Linked DNA regions of Podarcis muralis: region 1 is linked to region 2. The links are chromatin contacts, called in public Hi-C maps. All regions are on one chromosome and are shown on one strand. Each heading gives the region's core, a stretch centred on a gene start, on an enhancer-like site or on the middle of the called end of the contact. The rest is flanking DNA. Distances are from core to core; before and after follow the strand shown. Region 1 holds the start of POC1A (POC1 centriolar protein A). Region 2 holds the start of TWF2 (twinfilin actin binding protein 2).

Region 1 (7,273 bases), core at 2,592-5,091, 160 kb after region 2:
TATATTTTGAAGACAAAGTTGTGAAATTGCTACTTTGACTTGTGATGGGTTTGCTCTACCGACAGATGGGCTGCAAAGGGGGTGCCTGTTACCTACACACCTATAATTCTCCCAGTCCTTTGGGTGTTCAGAATGACTCAGCAATTAGACCTTGAAGGTAATCAGAGGGAGCAGGGAGGAGGTGAACTTCCATGAACTCCAGTGGCGTTCACCTGATACTAATCTTGGCATCCGGCCTATTTGTGTCAATGTGTCCCTGAGTGCAGCACAGGTTGTGAACTTTGTTGACCTTCGCATGCAAACGCCAGCCCAAAGGAGTGTGTGTGGTGGTCCAGCAACAGAATGAGTACACATCAAGGCCAGAACTTTGCACAAAATGAATGTCATGATTTCCCCCCTCCTCTTTAAAGGAATGTTTATTAAAAGGCTAAGTATCTCCTGCGTCAGAAGTTTCAGAACACTTGTTCTCAGGTTTTTGCTCAGTCATCCCTGCCTCTTTCAAAAACCTTGACTCCTCCTGAGCTTTCCAAGTGATGGTTGGGCAAAATGTTCTCCAAGCCCAGTTGCTCAGCTGGTCTTCTGCTCTTCCTTGGGTACGTTGTCACTTGTGCCAGTGTTGGTTCCTCTCCTGCCCTGCTTCAGAATGCCATGAAGAGGCAAGTCCCTCTTTCCATTTCCTGTAGATCTACATATACCGTATCTTCTGCAAGAAGGGGTTTCATCTAAAGGTTTTGAAAGCTGGGTTGCTTGGAAGGGAAACATCCTCACACCATTAGAATACAGGCACACTCATAATTAACGACCCACTCTTACAACTGAGGATTCTGGATTAAGGGATGCATATTTTTAAAGAGCTACAATTGTGGAACAGAGTCAGACTCATTTTCAGACAATTTAAGAAGATCCAAAACATCCACCTTCTAGTCCCTCTCCCAGCTACACACACACACACTCCTCTGCATTTGCCACACAACCACACAAAAGCTGCCTCAGCCATACATACGTTCCCTCTCGACGTTTTCTGAATTAGAGATACCATCTCTTCTTACATAAAAGGTCATCAAACTAATTTGCTCTCTGAATTTCTATGACAGGAAAGAGTCCATTACTGTGAAAACAGTTCTCTCTGCTTCTCCCACCCCCACCCCCACCCCACCCCTGCATCTGTTGTGTCCAGAGATGGAGGAAGGGGGGGGGGAGGACACTGATAGGCATTTTATTTTCTTCTACAGTACTTAGTGGCTGAGTTAGTATTTCATTAAATTAACCCAGATAACTGGAATTTGAGACAGACATAGGAATATAGGACACAGTCTTATACTGAGCCAAAGCACTGATCTACCTTTGCTGACTGGCAATGGGTCTCCAGGATTTCAAGCAAGGATCTCTCCCAGCCCTGTTTGGACATGCCAGGGAATAAAATCTGGGTCCTTCTGCATGAAGAACATATGCTTTTAGCCTAGGATATCCTATCCAGTAGTGAAACATTTTTTTTAATAGAGAGAGACCAGGAAATGCAAGTAAAAAAGAGCAAAGGCCCATCCCAGCACTGCTACTTGAGATCTTAAAACACACACAGAGAGAAACTGGCAATGTCAGGGATTCAACCTAGGATCTTAGAGATGTAAAGCAGGCACACTTATCATTCATCTCTCTGTGGTGAAATACCAGCCTTACCTGCACTGCAGGGATTTTCTCTACCCTTCTTACAGGACTAGCAAAGAACTCAAAGGCAATACAAAGTCAATACTCAGAAAAACCGTTTGTTACAATTCAGCAGCATACAGCGGGTTTTCCCAGGGGAAAGCGGGGAAAGCAGAAGTGTGGCCGAGCCTTCAAATATTTCAGATTAGACATTGTATTCAATAGATCATTTTACTAGCACTTTTCTAACACCTAGATTTTAGTCGCCATCTGGTGGTTCCAATATGGAACAACTTCCACCATTGGAGGAACTTGTTAACGTGCGTTTTCCAAAATGAGGGTTGATCAGTTAATGAAGGCAGGTCCAAAGTCTGTTTTGGGGGCCTAATCCGGTTCCTGTAGCAGTATATGTCCTGGGGTAAAATCCTAAAAAAAGCTTAGCAACTCCAATCCTAAAAAAAGCTCAAGAACTTTGGTCAGCCCTCATGCATATTCACTTCATCAAATCTGGCCCTCTTTGAAAAAAGTTTGGGTGCCCCTGAGTTAATGTAATTTATAGAAAAGAAAGTTTTCTTCACAGTTAAGACTAGCTCATAGGAATGTAGTAAGCTTCATTATATCAAATCAAATCAAACCATTGGTACATCTAACTCAGCATTGTCCACACTGACTGGCAGGGGCTTTGCTGTGGATTGAACCCGGGACCCCAAGGAAAAGGCAACTCAATGCAACTGAGCTCCTATATTGTTCAGTGATGCATACTCCTGAATAAGCACTTTCTGCACTTTTCCCAAGTCACAGTTACTTGGGAGTAAATCTCACTACACTCAGCGAGAATTACTTCTTGAGCTAACATGCATAGGTCTGTTCTTTTAGGCACCCTTACTTGGGAAAAAATACAGATGAGATCAGTGGTGATTACTTTTGCATCAAAATGCACTGGAAGTAGGACTGATTTACTTTTCCATTAAAAAAATCACATTCATATGTTGCTGGACCACGGCTCCTATCAGCCCAGCAGTGCTGGACAATGTTTGTGGTAAACTGCTCAGTGAATTATAACAACAACAACAATTTATTTATACCCCACCCATCTGGCTGGGTTTCCCCAGCCACTCTGAGCGGCTGCCAGCAGAATATTAGTAATAATAAAAAAGCGATAAAACATCAAACATCAAAAACTTCCCTAAACAGGACTGCCTTCAGATGTCTTCTAAAAGTCAGGTAGTTGTTTATTTCCTTGACATCTGATGGGAGGTGTTCCACAAGGCGGGTGCCACTACTGAGAAGGCTCTCTGCCTGGTTCCCTGTAACTTGGCTTCTCACAGTGAGGGAACCGCCAGAAGGCCCTCGGCGCTGGACCTCAGTGTCTGGGCTGAACAATGGGGGTGGAGACGCTCCATCAGGTATACTGGACCGATTAAATAAATAGTAGGGCCCTCAGTATCTAGCCATTTCCAACCTGACTCCCCCCCCCCCCCCAGTCTTAGGCTGTAATCTTGTACACTTTCCTCGGAGTAAGGTTTTCTTCCTTTATTGCATTTATATCCTTCAAGGAGCTCAAGGAGGAGCACATAGTACTTCTCCTCTGCATTTTATCTTCACAACAACCTTGTGAGGTAGGTGAGCAGAGCCGGATTTAGGTTTGCTAAGACCCCAAGCTACTGAAGGTAATGGGGCCCTTTATATGTCCAGCAGTCCCTTGTCAACAACAAATTGTCACTGTCTTTTGTGTTGAATATATGCTATATGGCAATTTATGGACTTAATAGCCATTTGCCACGGTTGCTGTATGTAGTTTTTATTTTATTTGTTTTTTATCTTACATTTTGGAAATGTACATCCAGGTTTTTTCCCCCTTTAAATTTTTTTTGGGGCCCCAAGAGAGTGGGGCCCTAAACTATAGCTTGTTTAGCTTATACGTAAATCCGGCACTGTAGGTGAGGGGAGAGGGAGTGCCTGGCCCAAGGTCACCTAGCGAGCTTCATGGCTGAGTTGGGATTATGAACCCTGATCTCCCAGGTCCTAGTAAGACACTCTTAACTTTTGCACCACTGAACTCAACGAGGCTTATTCCTGAGTAGTTATATTCATCCATCCATCCATTGGAGACCCCTGCATGCCACATTCTGGCGCCGAGAGCGTCTCTCGTGCAGCATGAGCTCCCCGCCCCCTTCGATTTGAAAACCAAGCGCCGCTCCCTCCATTCAAAGGACGACGCTTTCCAGTCGGCGGACATTTTCCCGCTCGCTGCCCCGCCTCCCCTTTAAGCGCACGACGCCGTTACTAAGGCGGCCCGAGGAGCGGGCAAACTGAATCGCTCCGGCTGCGAACAGCAGCGGCGGCCCGTCGGTTCCGCTCCGGCTCCCGCAGCGCCATGGCGTTCGCCTGCTTGGTAAGGGGCCGGGGTGGAGCGGGGCCGAGGAGGGTCGGGCAGCCTGGCAAGCGGGGCTTCGAGGCGGCAGGAAGAGGGACGCCCCTCGGAGCAGGGCGGGCGATGGAGACCGCGGCTGCTCTGTCGGCACAAGTTTGCAGAGCCGCGGCTGCCTGATAGCAGACAAAAAGGGGTCGGTGGGTGGGGGGGCGACCAACATCACACGTTCCTCTATTGCAGTTCTTCCCAAACTTTTTTTGGCCAGGCCCCACCTAAGCATTTCTAAAATCCTAAAGCGCCGCCCCCCGACATATAATGCTTATTACAGTATTCAAAAAGTGAACTCCTATTCACATGGAGGAAGCCTAAAAGGCCATTAACTCTTCATAACTCATTCTCGAATTGCCCCCCTTAAAAATCAATTTGCCCCCCTGTGAAACCATGGCTCTATTGGGGCTGTCTAAGAAGTCACAAAGAGAGGAGCCAGCATTTACTTCTCATAAATATATGGGGGGGGGGGGGGAGAGAAAATAGGGTTTGAGAGCGAAGTACGTTGTTTCGGCGCAATGTTAAAAGCTCCTGCCTGTAACACGCTTAAAAATGGCACTTTGGGCTTGAAGTCGGTTGGATTGTGCTTGGTGCAGGAAGAGCTGTTTGCCTTTCTGGGTCTAGGAAGTCCTGCCACCTGTCTCTGCCCGCCCCGTTAAATAACAGCTACAAGAGAGTAAGTCAGGGACCATTTCGGCTTTGCAGAATCCCTCTGCTGGGAAAAGCATCACCTGAATGTCTGCCAGGAATCATTGTAATGAATAAAGACACCGGCGGGGGTGGGGAAGGCTATGGGTCCGGATGTGTTGTCACAGTTTGTCAGATTTGGGATGATTCTGATTACTTCCTAAGACCAACCCTGCCCATTTTTGCTTCTTTGCAATTTTAGGTTGTATTGTTTTTCACATTGCTCCCCTGAGTGGGTTTTGTCGGGATTGTTTTGCCTGACTTGCAGGAACTAACTACCTGAAAAACAACGTGTAGCATTCTTGAGCATTGCTGTTTTTATATCATTTTAGTGGTGCTGTAAAAAAACAAAAAACCTAAAAACGTTTTTAGATCAAATACCACAATCCCCTTATTGCTACTTAGAAGCAGTGCTTTTTTTCCAGGGGGAATTCAGGGGTATGCAGTACTGGCACTTCTTTTTTGTTGTTGAAAAGTGTAGCACTTACTATAACAACTTCATGGTGAGTACCGGTACTGATTTTTCTAGGAAAAAAACCCACTGCTTAGAAGTAATGTTGCTTCTAGGTATTCATTCTGATCTGTTTGCACAAAGTTTGCAGGAAGGTTATTTAACAAGCATTCGTTCTGATTTGTGTTTGTGGGTGTTAGACAGCGCTGCATCAAGCAAATGACTTCCACACTTTCCAGTGACTTTCCTGTCAATTTCCTTACAGCAAAAAAAGTCTGATTTGTGGGGAGAAAATGGATTTGTTGCATGAGAGCTCCAAATGATCCTCAGTTTGCCTGTTGCTGGATTTGAGCCCCACTCCAAATAGCGACGATCTGGAAGCTCCCTAAGTCTCCATTGATTCTAGGAGAGTTTCCAAGGAAATGTACTTAGGATTGTGATGTAATAGCTGCTACACACAATACATTTTATAGAGACAGGTGTGTACACCTGTGGCTGAAAATATGTATGTTGCATGTACACCGTATATCAGTGTTCACGTTATATAAACTGTAATTCTTAGAACTGTTCTATAAAAAGTTATCACAAGATTTAGTGATGGCCACAACTTGATGCCTTTAAAAGAGGATTAGACAAATTTATGGAGGATAAGGCTATCTCAGTGGCTACTTGCCATGATGTCTGTTTCAGAGGCAGTACAGTATGCCTTTGAATACCAGCTGCTGGGGATCATGATCAAAGAGGTGCAGTTGCACTCATGTCCTGTTTGTGGGCTTCCCATAGTCATCTGGTTGGCCAGTGTGAGAACAGGATACTGTACTAGAGGTTTGGTCTGATCCAGACATTTGGTCTGATTCAGCAGGATCAAACTGTTGTCATGGGCACCTTAAGGACTAACAAACTCAATAGATGGTGTTGGCTTTTGTAGGCTAAAGGCTATTTCATCTTCCTTTTTTATATTAAAATCCATTTTGGATAGCTTTCTTCCCAAAAATTATCCCAGGTTTATGTGTATGGTGTTTAGTAAAATTAAATTTTACACAAGAACATCCAGTTTATGTAACAGGATGAGCTGGAGTATTCAAGTTAAACCAACTTGCAATTTGAAACTGCTAAACAAATGCAAGAAACCTGGCTTTTGCAGTTTTAGCAGGAATTGATAACACACAGACAAATATATTCACAGTCACAAGTGATAGAATTTTTTTTTTAAATGAGTACGGACTTTATTAGGAAGCTGAATTCTGAACTCTGCTTCTTTGGAATAATAGTTTATATACAGCCCTGCACTGATCCTTCCAAAGAAGTATTTGTGTGTTGAATGTTGAGAGTATCTAATCAGAGTATTAAAGTATAATCCTTGGGCAGAGCTCTGTAGCTTAAAATGGCCTTGTGTATCCTAAACTGGATTCTGAAGAAAAGAATCCCAGGAAGAGAGGTATACTGCAAAGCTCAGTGTACAGAATATACATGTGTGAGTTTGGTGCTTGGCATTTGTCTCTGCCGGTATTGCACTTCCCACAGAGTATGCAAAATGGTACAGTATTTAAATGCTTACATTTAAGAACATGGCTCCAGCATTTTTGTGAAATAAAAAAAAAATCCGTATGAATTCCTTCCTTATCCTCTACTCTCCTTGCCTTTGTGTGTTTTGTAGTTGTTAACTTTTTTACTGATAAGAAATGCATTGGAAAACAAAAAGAAACAACAACTAGCAGTGCTTGATTTATAACATAGAACACAATTACTTTATAATACAATCATTGGACATCCAGAAAGTATGATGTTTTGCACAGCGATTCTGGATCACAACTAGGATTTTGTCCTCAGTATCACTTGGCACTCCTGCTCTCATTTTGAAAAGATATCTATCCATACAGTATTATGCAAATAAAAGAAATAAATTGATTGAAAATGTGTTGTAACATTTGAATAAATGTTTTTAAATTTTAAAAAAAGAAATATTTTGGTAATATACTATACTATGCTACACTGAAATGTTAAATTGTTTTTTGATTATCATTGAATCTTTCTGCCACACTTGCCATCTTCTCCTGCCACACCAATGT
Region 2 (7,187 bases), core at 3,876-6,375:
AAAGTGGTGCTTCAAGTTAATAACAGTTTCAGGTTAAATACGGGCCTCCGGAATGAATTAAGTACTTAACCCGAGATACCACTGTATAGTACCTTCACTCCAACATAACTGAGCCCTGAGGAAGAATAGGATGCCCTGGCATCACTCGTGTGTGTGTGTGTGTGTGTGTGTGTGTGTGTGTGTGTGTATATATATATATATATATATATATATATATATATATATCTCCAGCCTTGGGGATACCACTGTCTTCAGCCAGACAGTGTGTGTGTGTTTGCATTCACACATGGCTGGTGCATATTTAGAACAAAAAGGCAAAGAACTAATGATATCAAATTATGCATGATGTGCAGAAAGAGACATTTCTCTCCCTCTCTGCTGTCACTAAAACCAGGGGTCAGCTGATGAAGCTGAATAATGGAAGATTCAGGATGGACCCAAGAAAGTGTTCTTTCGCACACTCAAAGTATGCAAAGTATTGGTACAAGTTGTGGGGTGCCCACTAGCTTAGAGGACTTAAAAGGGGACTAGGCTAACTCATGGAGCTGGAGCTCAGCCTTTCGGGGGCTGCAGCTATCTATTCCTTTGGAAGAATCTGACGCAGGATTAGAGGTTGCACTGCCTGCTGTACGAGTCCACCCTCCTCTGTATTTGTAAGTAAACACATATCTGAAAGCATCCTTATCTCTGGATAAGGAAACTGACCTTGTGGAGGTAGGTAGAGCCAACTGTCTTTTAGCACTATGAATTAGGGCTGCAAAGCAATGTTTACTTATTCCAACAGCCTGTAAACTAGGGGTCAGCAAACTTTTTCAGCAGGGGGCCAGTCCACTGTCCCTCAGACCTTGTGGGGGGCCAGACTATATTTTGGGGGGAGAAATGAATGAATTCCTATGCTCCACAAATAACCCAGAGATGCATTTTAAATAAAAGCACACATTCTACTCACGTTAGAACATGCTGATGCCCGAACCGTCCGTGGGCTGGATTTAGAAGGCAGTCGGGCCGGATCCGGGAGGCAGTTTGCCTACCCATGCTGTAAACTAATGACAAAAATTTCCTGACTTAATCAGGCACCACTTTAGACAAGTTGCTCATCGTGAAAGCTTAGGCTGGGCCACGCAATGTGAACCATGCGCTGTTTACTATATTTTACATACTCCCCTCTCCAGCACTGGAGGGCTTCACTACATTGATGTTGTATTACAATGACCATAATGGTTAGAATAATAAATACAGACACTGATTTTATTCTATAAAAGAGCAAACAGCAGTTCAGCTACCCAGCATCTCAAAGAAGGCTGCTTTATTTTCCCCAATCCATTCCATTCAACTGAGACTCCGTTCAAGGCTCAGGTTAAGACTGCACACTTCCTATAGGCATCTGGTTGTTGAAATTACAGGAGATGCAAAGTGCTCTCCCTCCACCAGATGGCAGCAAGACCCCAAAGCAGACTCTGGTCTCTTGAGTTGTTCAGTGTCCAGCAAAAAAATATCATGAAATCCAAGGGAAAACTTTGAACTACTAATGACTGGTTTTAGTGTCCTTGTTTGGTTTGCCTAGAAATGGCACAGAATAATCAGTGCACTCTTTTTTAAATAAAATAAAATATATAAATATTTATTTATTATCATATATTTATTCTTATAGTCTGTATCTAATTAGTATAATAAGTGTGTTGCTTACAATAAGCACAGCTTCCTAGTATGCTTTGCCACCCCTTTCAGTGATGTTGTTCAGCTAGTATGAATGTGGTACTAGGGGCAATCTGTTCCACTGGTGCTCGAGAGAGTAGTTATCAGTATCAGAAAAGAATTGTTGCTTCCAACAACAGCAATAAGAGAATCTTAGAGATACATCCACTGGAAGAGAGGATGTAAATTCACAGCCTGACATAAAGGCAGCCTTTAAAAGCAAGTTTATGAAAATATATTTGACAAAGATACTAACGCGACATCTGAAATTGCACATGCTAAAGTGGTAAAGCATACTCTGGGACCTTGCCCTAAAAAGGTGGAGGACGAAATAACTAAAATAATAATAAAATGCCACCTTTCAATAGATAAAACCATGCTCAAACCAGCTTACAACATGAAAAGATTTACATAAGTACAAAAGTAGTCATAAACAACAATCAAAACACATCAAAAAGCACAAGACAAAATTCCCACATAAAGCACAATAAGAGCTAAAAAAAAGATACAATAATTATTACAGGCAGTGAATATTTTGTGTGGGGTTCTGTACCTTGCCTCATGTGCGTCGGTGGAGAACACATAACCCTGCCTTGCCCCATTATACCCTGCCCTTTTCCGGGTTCAAAAGGATCTGCACATCAGCGGTCGCATGCCAATTGGACACATGCAAAATTGGTTCTGCCTGTATCAACAACAACAAATTAACAACCCCCCAAAACAATACTCCAACCCAAGAGTCCGATGGGCAGCCTTAGCTTTTGTAGTTGGAATCCATCAATCAGGCCTCACCCTCCCAAGCCAGATGGGAAAAGGCTGACAAGGCAGAGAGCAGGTCTTCCAGGACTCACAGCCAATAGATACAGGCAAAGCCTGTTGTGAGGTGCAAAGCTGTGGCATTAAAGGGGCAATTGTGAGCATCAGTCTAACTCCCCAGATAACAAAGCTCTCCCGCTTCTATTCCAATGCATCTCCCTACCCCTAGAGAAGACTGTTCACATGTACCTGTGGAGGAACCCCAATGCGTCTGCTGTGGAATCCCTGTGCATTGCAGATGAAACTGCAGCATATTCTTCTGTAGGGCAGTCGTCTTCAGTTGGCTTGTACACAATCTGGGTCATATCCAATCCAATGCTCCATGAACTATCTCCTTTTAAACAAACAGAAAAGAAAAGAAGACGGAGAGAGAGCATGTTGTTTCCTGCCAGAGTACAATGAGAAACCCCCTTCCATTCCCCCACATACAGAAGCCAAGCAGCCTTGCAAATGGATCATACTTCAGCACAGGCCATGGGGCGTGTCATCCACTGTACCCGAAGAGAGCAGGCTTGGTTACAGGGTGCAGGCTACACACAAACTGCCCTGTATTTTGAGCCCTTGCCACCACTTGCTCATTGATCTGCCCAGCACCTGCCTGCTATTGCTCAAACAAATGCTGTAATACAGGAGTGGCCCTGCCAGCATGCATTGCATGAGAATGGCAACACGTGCCCCTGCATGATGCCTGCTGTTTTGTGTGGCCAGGTGTGTTGGGTTTGCTCTCTGTATGGTGAGTGAGGCCTACCAGGTGCCCTCATCTATATTGGTAGCCAGATTGAGGCTTTCCTCTCACTCGGGCACTTGACGAAATAGGATTCAGACTTTATATTAGTGTGACAGTACATCTCCCCCACCTCTGTGTAATATAGTGTTTAATGTACTGATTTGATTGGTTGACCCTTTATAGCTGTTGTTTAACAACTGTAAGTCAGCTAGAAACTGCTTTGTATTGGGCAACTAGCAAATGTAGTAATAATGATTTTTAAAAATTGTGTTTTATTGATTACACATGGAGTAAAAAACTAGGACACAACGAAAACAAGCCTCTTAGTCACCCCACCCCACCCCATTCCTCATTGCTGAAGGATAATGCAAGGAAAGGAAAAAGAATTTAATCCAGGATGCTGCTCCAACACCTGGCATGCGTTGCAGATTATATCCATGTTTTTACGATGATGAAGTTATTATTACTAATACTAATTCTTATCCTTTGGTGATCACCTGTAGCCGAGTAAGATTGTCTTCCATAAACACGGTCTTAACAGTGAGTCCGTAAGGGACTGCGGAGGTGAATTCTGGATCCACACGTCCTTCCACAGTGGGGACATAGGTTTCCGGGTGGGAGTAGATCATGGTAGGGGTTTGCCAAACGTGCCTTCCTCTTAGCGCGTTTCTCCTTTTCGCTCAGAGTTTGTGCTTCTTCAAAGTCCATGATACCTTTGGTAAAGGCTGTTCTCCAATGGGAGCACTTGCAGGCTCCCATTGTTTCCCAGTTGTTGGTGCTTATACTGCATTTTTAAAGACTTGCCTTGAGCCAGTGTGGTGTAGTGGTTAAGAGCAGTGGACTCGTAATCTGGTGAACCGGGTTCGCGTCTCCACTCCTCCACACGCAGCTGCTGGGTGACCTTGGGCTAGTCAAACTTCTTGAAGTCTCTCAGCCTCACTCACCTCACAGTGTGTTTCAACCTAGCAGTTCGAAAGCACGTCAAAGTGCAAGTAGATAAATAGGTACCGCTCCGGCGGGAAGGTAAACGGCGTTTCCGTGTGCTGCTCTGGTCACCAGAAGCGGCTTAGTCATGCTGGCCACACGACCAGAAGCTGTACGCCAGTTCCCTCGGTCAATAAAGCAAGATGAGCGCCACAACCCCAGAGTCGGTCACGACTGGACCTAATGGTCAGGGGTCCCTTTACCTTTACCGTCTGTTGAGCGTAGGGGGCATATTTCCCATAGATGGCCTTTGTGACTTTAAAGAAACTGTGCATCATGTGTGTCGGCTAAGAGAGGGATCTCTTGAGCTTTTTTATCCACTGGGAATTCTTTAGGTCTCTGGTTCTCCTCAGCCTTAGGGCTGGCCTAAGTTTTTTTTCTTAGTGGCGCTGTTTCTATCTCTGCCAGATTATCATTATTAGCATTAGTAATAATACTAATGTGGGGTAGCGTTTTGGACCTGGGAGACCTGGGTTCAAATCCCCACTCAGCCATGAAGTTCGCTGTGTGTCCTTGGTCCAGTCACAATCTCTCAGCCTAACCCACCTCACTGGGTTGTTATGGGACTAAATGAGGCAGGGGGTGTGGAGGGGGAGAAGCATGTACTGGAAGCTACTGGGAAGGTGGGCTCTAATAAATGCAGTAGATGAGGCAATGCCTAGTTTGTGCTAGGTAATTTCCACAGCAATGCCTTGAAGCAAACTGCACACACTCTCTCTCTATATATACAGTACAGTATTCCGTTTTCCTGGAGAGGCTCCCACTCAGGCAGGCCTTGACCCCCTCCCGCTCCCCGCCAGCCTACAAGGGACGCCCCCGCCCCTCTTTCCTCGACGCCCCGCCCGCTGCCCCCTCCGCGCTCCCTCCGCCGAAGAGCGGCCCTCCCTCCGGGCGGACCCCGCTCAAGCCCCTCCTGCTCCAGTCGGCAGCAACCCGGAAGCGGGCGGTGCTGGAGTCGGAGCCGTTTCCTGCCCGGGAGACAAGCGGCCAGGGTGGGATCTGTTGCAGCGGACCTGATCCGGAGCCATGACTCACCAGACCGGCATCCACGGTAAGGAGAGCGGGGAGCCGCTCACCCCCCCCTTTTGCCTCTGCGCCTGGGCAGCTCCTTGGCGCCCGCCCGGACCCCGAAGGCTGCCCCGAGCGGCCCGCCGGACGCCAGCTGCCCCTCCACCCGTGCAGCCGCGCCCCGCTCCGAATCTGCCTTTCCTCTGCCCTCCTCGCCCCTGTGCCTTGCTCGATGCAGCCTTGCATCTCCCTTTGCAAGGCAGCAGTTAAACGAGCTGGATCCTGTTATTATTATAATAATCCCGCTGTCTGTTTGGAAAGGGATGCTGCACCAGCGGCGGCGTCTGTTCTGGGGAGGCTTCTGAAGCCCAGGGGCATCCGTGCGAAGGTGGCTGGCTGGCTGGGGGACATGCCTTGAATTGAAGGCTAACTGGCTGCCTTGGAGCCCGGAGATCTCGCAGGCTTCTGGTGTTTCGACCTTGCACCCCCCCCCCCCACAAGGCAATGAATGCCCCCCTGAAGCACCATTTCTCCCAAATGCCTGACTAGCCCGCAGTCACCTGAGAGAATCCATTTTCTTAGGTGCTCGTCCAATGGCTGTAAAGAACACCAGTTTTCCTTAACAGAGTTTGCACAGTTTACCTGGAGCGGTTGGTTCTGGGTAAAAACTGGTATATTCTTCATAGCCCCTGCTGGCTTTGACTCGCCTGGATTTTCCAAAAAACACCACCACCAAACCCCGGTGTGAGGATCATCTTTCCTACCCAGCCCTTAGACCCCACAGATGCATATGTTCTGAATGACTGTGGCTCTTTGGGAGCCCTGAAATTCCTTTAGCCCCTTCTCTTTTACATGTGATTTTCATATTTGTGCAGCAGCTTCTTTCCTGTAAAAGCTGCAAAGGCACCCCACAGCACTTGTTTTGATGCCAAGCCTGAGACGGCTGCTTCCTGAGCTTGTATTTCTCTGCAAAGGATCTGTAGGTAGCAGCTCTTCTCACCAGAAATGTGTCAGCCTTTCCTCTGCTTCTCCATTATCTCTTAACATGTTCAGCTCCGCAGCATGAATCATAATTGCAGGAACCATTTCCCTTTCTGCGTAGCAGGCAGCTCCTTCGCTTCAGTGTTCCTCTCTGTCTCTGCCTTTAGCTTTCGCCCGGTGATCACACAAAAGATAATCACAAACATTAATATTCTCAGGTTCTATATGCATGCTACGATGTTGCTGAAATGCAGTGCAGGATTGCAGCATAGGATGGCAGTACTTCAGAAGGCAAAGTGATGCAGAATGTACATTACTATAATTCATTAAACAATTGGGTATGATGTATGAGAATTGTACTGATCAAATTACTGGTAACCATGGCAAAAAAAAAAATCTATGCCCTTTGTCCTCCTATTTTTAACTTCTTACGAAGAATTTCCAGAGATAAAAGGATGCAGAATGTCACTCCAGGCCTAATCCAAACCTAGTGTTGTTTCAGTTTTAATCCTACAAAGAAAATGCAGACGTCTCATGTTGCGAAAATCTTTGCAGGCTGCAATAATCCAAGAGGGATTGATCGCTATGAGGATACAATTTGATATGACAGAGCAGCAAGAAATGTGATTGGAACCAGGATAATTTCTTAAGAAAGCACTCTGCAAATGCTCTCCTAGGTCATGTTTAAACACCCATATTTAACCTTGAACTATTCTTTTGGGTGGGTTGGATCTCTGACGAGGATTTTCAGGGTTATCACAAGATTATGTTTCTTAGGAGTGTGATAAAGTGATGACCAGGATTTGTAAAATTAATTCATATTTATAATGTAGAAATACTGTTAAGGTAGGTGTTGGAGTACCTGAAGACCTGGCTGAATCAAACATCTGGATTTTACTGTAGGGAACAATTGTATGGGTACTGGTAGCTTTCAAACTTTTAATAACTGTTGTCTTTACATGTGTAATTCTGTAGT

Evidence for each region. Hi-C and Micro-C count contacts between places; a contact is called where the count stands out from the background.
Region 1: a contact with region 2 is called in a Hi-C map of tail, with 2.5 times the contacts expected there. The contact joins the promoter of POC1A here to the promoter of TWF2 in region 2. A contact is called at or near these places in 2 of 3 Hi-C or Micro-C datasets (blood and tail).

What each region holds. Positions count from the first base shown.
Region 1 is chr2:74,177,143-74,184,415 of rPodMur119.hap1.1, forward strand. It overlaps POC1A (POC1 centriolar protein A), which reads left to right and starts at 3,842. Exons shown (of 11, transcript XM_028718767.2): 1 at 3,842-4,039. The coding sequence starts at 4,022.
Region 2 is chr2:74,012,632-74,019,818 of rPodMur119.hap1.1, forward strand. TWF2 (twinfilin actin binding protein 2) reads left to right here and starts at 5,126. Exons shown (of 10, transcript XM_077924788.1): 1 at 5,126-5,273. The coding sequence starts at 5,249.